Regions from separate parts of the Arabidopsis thaliana genome. Here region 1 is linked to region 2. The links are chromatin contacts, called in public ChIA-PET maps. All regions are on one chromosome and are shown on one strand. Each heading gives the region's core, a stretch centred on a gene start, on an enhancer-like site or on the middle of the called end of the contact. The rest is flanking DNA. Distances are from core to core; before and after follow the strand shown. Region 1 holds the start of AT5G37350 (Serine/threonine-protein kinase Rio1). Region 2 holds the start of RVE2 (Homeodomain-like superfamily protein).

Region 1 (3,818 bases), core at 856-3,355, 40 kb before region 2:
AAAAGTCAAGATAATATCATTATATTTGTTTCGTTTTGCTGCCACGAAACGATCAAATAAGTGACCCTTGTAGAGATAAATCAAAACTCACTTCAAAATAAAGTATGTTATACTCACTGAGATCCCCATGCACTAATTTGCACTTCTGATATAATACTCGCATTTGAATTATCAACTGAAATAAGAAGAGATTAATCGTGACATATCAGGTCTAAGTAAAGTATTACAATGATACACTCAGGACCCTCTAAATGAGAAAATAAGACATACCTCTAAGTAACACTCGCGCAACTTGTCCAGAGACAATGCGGCATCCTTGAGACGCGGTGCAGCCCAACCATCCCTCCCTGCAAATTATAAATAGATAAAACTATCTTTGGTAGCTGAAAAATCGTTACTTCATCAATGAAATATGCTAATGAATCAGAGTAGAGTGTTGCGTGGAAATGAGTGATTAAAACAGAAGATAATGCATAAGAGCGAACCTATAAACTCCATGACTAGAACATGAAGGCGTAGAAGTATAACAGCTGGACACCTAATTCCTGCTGCATGAAGCCTGGCAATGAAACATGTATAATATAACCAACTAAGAAATTACCAGAATCATTGTTACATATATGTGACCAAAAGTGACTACTTCTCCGGCTTCTGTTTTGAAAATAACAAGATAAATCAACCCTACAATACATTAACAAGATTCCATATGAAAATTGTAGGTATTACCTCTTGAGATTTCTCTGTTCTTTTTCAGCCCATGTCTTCACCATCTTTCGAGGATTGTGACGACAGTAGCCATATCTAAAACGGTAATCTCCTTGTACATATCGATCTCGATCCCTGAAATCATCACAGTTATAAAAATAGGGACTAAAACAAAATCATTAACAACCTCTATTCATGTAATACTAATAGCTCACTTGAAAACCAGAACAGATGTCTTGTACACTTTTATTGCAAGTTCCGAACCGTCAGATTTTGTGGCATGATAAACATTTGCCTGAAAGACAATAATTAAAGAGAGTGCTTTCAACAAAAAAGAATAAAAACAGATAATCTCAAATATGAGAGTTGTGAAATGTATCATACTTCTTTGCCTGTCGAGATACAGCCATTAACATCGTTAAACACACCCCTATTAAGCATTCTAAACAATACCATACGCGTCCTTGGATCAAGAGCCTGGAACAAAGAACAAAACAACATCAACACAATGCTTACATCAGACCCGAATCTTTGTGTGACAGTTAGAGCTTACCTGTTCAACAGTTGCCCGGTCCGCTTTATCAGTATTCCTACTTCTCCCAATTTCTGTATCTCTAAGACTTCCACGAATCGCAGTTGTCACAGAATTCGACATCCCAACTTTAACTCTTCCTTCCCATCCCTGCATCATCAATTAACTCAAAATCACATTTCCAGCTACACAAAACCTACCTGAACCTAAACCCTATAAACTCAATGTTCATTTGAGCAGAGACTATGAGCAATTCAGAAGCTATTTCAAATGTAAAGATCATATCTTTATAAGAAATTCAGAAGCTTTTTTCAAATTCTAAACAAAAATTCGATAAGAAACGGTACCTCCAAAGGAGAAGCACGAACGTGACTAGTAAGCTTCTGGGCCTTATTTGAAATAGGCTGAAGAGCACTAGAGTTAGGGCGTGAACCATGTCCACCGTGAGCATTAGGACGACGAGCATGAAGAGAAAAGCCACCACCAATTAGCTCGTCATCGTCTTTACCGTCTAGCCAATCAAGAGCTTCAGCGATATCGGAATCTGACGAAAGCGAGAGATCATCGTCATCATCTTCAAGCTCTTCTTCGTATTCCACAAAGGGAGTAATCTTCGGTGGTGGCTCTGCAACTACCACTACTTCCTCCATCACTTGTTTTTCGTGGAAACAACTACCGGCGACGAGAATCAGAAGAAGAATTCACCAGTCGAAAACCCTTTTCTTTACTCAGACAAAACGACGTCGTTTAGGTTTCGGTTTTGAACAGTTTAACTAAACCAGACCGGACAAGAACAATTCTTGGCGGTGAGTAGGATTGGTTTACCCGACCCGAAGATAAACAATAAACAAAAGACAAACACGTGATGCTCACGTGGGTTCTTCTTCAACTCTCTCGCCGTTTCTAGAGCTCTTCGGTGTCCTCTGCTTCTTGCCTGAGTTTAGTAAAATTTCAAGCATTGTCTCTTTTACTCGGTAAGTTTTCTTGTTTGATACACATATTCGCTTCTCACATCAGAAATTGATATCAAAGTAAGTTCCTTTTTTCTTATTATTCTCTCGAGATTGACGAAATTGAACTCTGTTTCTCGATTTCTAGGAACTTATCTTGAGCACTCTGTCCCACTCTGATTTGACCTTTGAAAGAGCTCTTATATAAATTCTTAGTATAGGGATTGTGTTTGGAAATTTTGGATATAAGTTTATGTTTTGTCTAGCTGTTAATGAGCACAAAGTTTCATGCTTTTTAGCTTGTTTTCTCTAATAATAGGTTTTTGAACTTCATAGGATTGTTTGGAGAAATTTTTGGAGGTGATGGACAACGGGAATGATCAACAAATCGATGTTGGCTCGGTAGTTGAAGCAGTTTCGGCTGATCATTCCTTTGGTGCTCCTCTCTATGTAGTTGAGAGTATGTGTATGCGCTGCGGTGAAAATGTATGTCTCTTTATCTCTCTCACACACTTACATTTGGTTAGGTGTCTCGGTTTGTAGGTAAGGTCTATGTGTATATTCCAATTGATTTTACAATTGGAATTTTTCTGTGTAAGCTTATCTTTTTGTGGATGGAGAAATTGGTTGAACGCGTAGCTTGCAGTGACTGTATTTGTTTTCTCATTGCTTTGTAAATTTACTAGAAGTGAAACCATCTCAATGCCTTTGAAATCTTGCCAGTTTGGAGCATCTTCATCAAATTTGAGATGGGAGAAGGTTGGAAATAGAGAAACTTAAGTATTTGTGAGATTTAGAGGAACTTTACCAAGTTTTATTGAGATTCCTGATGTTGTTATGTAGTCCTTATCCTTTGTCATAGGAGGAAAGGTTATACAGGTCTAGGAAACAGGCTAGCGTCGCTTTAGTCTTTGCTTTTTAGTTTGAGCTTGTTCCCAAATTGTACATGTTGGCTTTAATAACATTAGTTCGTTCTACAGTCCAATGGTTCTTGAGATTGTAATGAAGTGTATTATAGCGGGGATGAAACAGACCTTATTGGCTAAGTCTTGGTGATGGAATGAAATATATTAACATATGTGGTTCTGTGGAAATCAATTGGGAAGCTTTATATTGTGAACTTTCAGCTACTAGTTTATTTTTGGCTGAAATCTTTTTCAGTTGTAAAGAGTCCAACGTATGAGATTTTCTTGGTCTTTCTCTTGATCCTTCTTCTGTGCATAAAGTAGCTTCTTATTTCTTTTCCAGGGAACAACTAGATTTCTATTGACCTTAATACCTCACTTCAGAAAGGTATGTTTTAAAGAGTACCCAATTTTGTTCATTTTCTAGATTCAGATTTTTAATATTCTAGCTAATGTGAGTAGACGACATTCTAGAAAACTAACAATCCACTAAGTTTTGTTGGTTCGACGTTTTATTTAGAATTTTCTCTACCTTGTGTTAGCTTAGAAGCTTCCTGCTAACATATTTCTGGTTACAGGTCTTAATATCTGCATTTGAATGTCCGCATTGCGGAGAAAGGTACAACTTCTTATGATTTTGAGATGCTTTTAAGTATTTGATTTGAGATACACTATATATTGTCTATTTTCTCAATTAAAAAAGATAAGCCTTTTCTTGATCTCTGG
Region 2 (3,673 bases), core at 753-3,252:
TAAAATTCAGTTTTGTCTTCTTATATTTACATCTAAGTTTATGTTTGATTATCTGAAACCCAAATTATCAAGTATTTTACGATTTTTTGAAATAAACGAAATCTGTTTATTTCCTTATTCAAATTTTATAAAATTTTGTAAGAGTGATTTGATTGAAAATGGACAACATTTGGAGACATTTTCAAAAAAAAATGTTATAAAAGGTTATTTTAAAATGCTTTCAAAAATATCAATATAATAAAGAGCGTGATTATATTTTAATTCAGAATTATTTAAGTGATCGAAAATATCATAAATTTTGTATAATTAGAGCATTTGTTCTGATATGCGACATATTTTACTATAATTTTATAGGAACCATATAAATTTAATTTTTTAACTAATTCCAGTTGCACATTTGTTTAGATGAAAATGATTTGATTGCTGCATGATATAATTTATTTACATTTAAGCATATATTTTATTCTATTTTGATGAATTGTGTGGTATTTTCGTACTTAAATTTTGATATATTGTATGTAATTGTACAACATACTCAATCATATGTTATTACTTCTAATAATTTGAATATGGACATACTCAGAAAGGTATCAAGGGCTCTTTCTCTAGCTATTGTTTCTCATATAATCTTTTCAAAATCATATATCATCACCAACTATACTCATCATTCTCGGGTACTATGAGCTCTAACTAGTGGAATGGTACTAGAACTTTGACACACCGTCTAGTTGAGATTATAGAAATTAAAGATTATGTTATATATAGTAGAAACAAAGTAGGCCAAATTCTTATAGAAAAGAATAAACAAAATTAATATAAAAGATAAATGAAAAAACGGTCTTGAATTATAAACAATTTGCTAGGTGTGATTCAACATTGTCTTTATTCAATACTTGTTGGGTCATAAACATTCAAATTGCATATTATTGTTACTCTAGTATTCAAATTGCATATTATGTTTTATCTAAACTAACTTATATATTTATTTTGATAAACATGTCATATGATATTAAACTTATTTTCAATTGATCATCTTCTAAGTTGATGCATTTTAGTATTTTATATTCAAATTTTGAGATCTTAGTATGTAATATATTTTCAGGTTTTTACTATTCATCAGTTTGATGATGCAAATATACATAGTACGAATAAAATGAGTGAAATTGTTTAATTATATGATCAGGAAGAAAAAATAATATTCCAAAATCCAAATTTTAGTGGGTAATTCTTAGCACAAAAACAAATTTTGTTTCCAAATATATCACATATTTTTCAATGTTCCACAAATAGCATTAATTGTTGAAATTTGTTATGAATAAGAATATGTTCTATAACATTATATGAATTAGAATTATCAATAGATAAAGTGTGTCAACTCAAATCGCTAAATTGTTGAAAACAATTTAATAATATATTCATTTAATATATTCTCATGTCAATATGATATGATTAGATCTATTTAGTGAGATCTTATTTAATTGTTAATTCTAATAAAACAAAAATAGTGATTATATTACTAATAAATAATATAATTGTTTAATCTTATTTTATGGAACTGTATTTCTCAACTTCAATTAAATACTGTACCTAAACCTAAAATTAAATATGCAATCAACTTGATTAATAAAAAACAACAAAATGGGGTAAGAAGTAAACAACGTTGTTAAACAAGACACGCGCTCACCAGTCGCGAGTTTGGCAATAATCATGAAATGAGCTTCTTTAAAAAAACTTTCTAGTAGATAAATTAAACAATTAAAAATCTCCGACAAGATTTAACAAAGAACAGATAATATCTTCTCCGCAAAGACAAAAGTGAAAGCGAAGAAGAAATCCTCCACGTGTCATTAGCATCTTTTAACCTGAGCCACATGATACTAGTTTCTCGAAACCCCTCTTTACGCTTTTTCACCCAAATTTTTATAAAAAGAAAAACATTATGCTTACGTGGCTTATCTTCTTCTTGCTCTTTTAAAGTAACCCCTTGACTCTGCTCCTTTCATAAACAACAACTCTCTCACCAATCTCAAAACAATTCTCTCTCTCTTTATTCTTCTTCTTCAGCTTCAGATTTCAGATCTTAAATCTTCAAGTCTTCTTCTTCTTCTTCTGCAACCATGGCTATGCAGGTTTGAGATCTATCTTCTTTGTTATTCTTTATGCAATCTTGATCTTGGTTTTGTTACTGTTGTTATGTTTCAAGTCTTGTGGAATCCAGACAGATTTAACCTAAACTTAGGTTTATGTCCGAGAGAAAATAGGTTATTTTGTTATCTAATTTCAAGTTTAATCTCTTTGTCTGAGAGAACTTGGAACTGAAGATTATTCGATTGTGGCAGGTTAAAAATTGTGTTAATAGACCAGGCGATTATGTGGGATATTATGGTCGGTTGTTTTAAAGAGAGATTACTTCTTTCTTAATGTATTGATCCGTATTAGGTAAGAACATGTCTCTAATCCCCTAATTATTACTGGTGGTCTACCTCTTCTAGTTGCGTATTAATTAGTTTTATTAGACTCTTTGTAACATTTAATTACTCTTACAATATATTAAGAGACTAATTGTGTTTTCTTACTTTGTGATTATAGGAACGTTGTGAGAGTTTATGTTCTGATGAACTTATATCTTCCTCAGATGCCTTTTACCTCAAGGTACTAATTTTGTTTCTTAATCTCTTGTTTACTCTTGATTGGTTTTGAACTTAAATATGAGGTTAATTTAGGGTTTGTTTTGTTTATAGACAAGAAAGCCTTATACCATCACTAAACAAAGAGAGAAATGGACAGAAGCAGAGCATGAGAAGTTTGTAGAAGCATTGAAACTCTATGGCAGAGCTTGGAGACGAATCGAAGGTGTGTGTGCTTATCTGACTTTAGAGAGTCTAATGCACATTCTAATCTAAGTTTGATGAAGATATAAGAAAACTACTTGGACCCTAGTAATGAGTAGAGATCTGACTTTTGTTGGTTCTTCTATGGAACAGAACATGTTGGAACAAAAACTGCAGTTCAGATTCGAAGCCATGCGCAGAAGTTCTTTACTAAGGTTTGCCTTCTTGCAGACCCTTATACATGAAAAAGTTTCAACCTCTTCGTGTTAAGCAAGGTCTAATTCAAGTTTTTCTTATTAGGTTGCTCGCGATTTTGGTGTTAGCTCTGAGTCCATTGAGATCCCGCCTCCAAGGCCAAAGAGAAAGCCGATGCATCCTTACCCTAGAAAGCTTGTGATTCCTGATGCAAAAGAGATGGTATACGCTGAACTAACCGGATCCAAGCTGATTCAGGATGAAGATAACCGATCTCCAACATCGGTTTTATCAGCTCATGGCTCAGATGGATTAGGTTCCATTGGTTCAAATTCACCTAACTCTTCTTCAGCTGAGTTATCATCTCACACAGAGGAATCATTGTCTCTAGAAGCAGAGACCAAACAGAGCCTTAAGCTCTTTGGAAAAACTTTTGTAGTTGGTGATTACAACTCTTCAATGAGTTGTGATGATTCTGAAGATGGCAAGAAGAAGCTATACTCAGAAACACAGTCTCTTCAATGTTCTTCTTCTACTTCAGAAAACGCTGAAACAGAAGTGGTAGTGTCGGAGTTCAAAAGAAGTGAGAGATCAGCTTTCTCTCAGTTAAAATCGTCGGTGACTGAGATGAACAACATGAGAGGGTT

The links. ChIA-PET counts read pairs in DNA pulled down with a chosen protein or histone mark.
Region 1: an H3K4me3 ChIA-PET map of shoot shows a contact between it and region 2, with 10 read pairs. The contact joins the promoter of AT5G37350 here to the promoter of RVE2 in region 2. A contact is called at or near these places in 2 of 26 Hi-C or Micro-C datasets (rosette leaf and seedling) and 1 of 2 datasets of contacts at active chromatin or transcription factors (shoot).

The regions. Positions count from the first base shown.
Region 1 is chr5:14,791,106-14,794,923 of TAIR10.1, reverse strand. It overlaps AT5G37350 (Serine/threonine-protein kinase Rio1), which reads right to left and starts at 2,105. Exons shown (of 12, transcript NM_180769.3): 1 at 1,585-2,105; 2 at 1,259-1,387; 3 at 1,090-1,182; 4 at 921-1,000; 5 at 727-840; 6 at 486-559; 7 at 271-347; 8 at 92-175. The coding sequence starts at 1,887. AT5G37340 (ZPR1 zinc-finger domain protein) reads left to right here and starts at 2,106. Exons shown (of 17, transcript NM_123093.4): 1 at 2,106-2,211; 2 at 2,524-2,673; 3 at 3,436-3,480; 4 at 3,671-3,711. The coding sequence starts at 2,551.
Region 2 is chr5:14,751,417-14,755,089 of TAIR10.1, reverse strand. It overlaps RVE2 (Homeodomain-like superfamily protein), which reads left to right and starts at 2,002. Exons shown (of 5, transcript NM_123085.3): 1 at 2,002-2,129; 2 at 2,590-2,652; 3 at 2,742-2,853; 4 at 2,985-3,046; 5 at 3,132-3,673. The coding sequence starts at 2,118.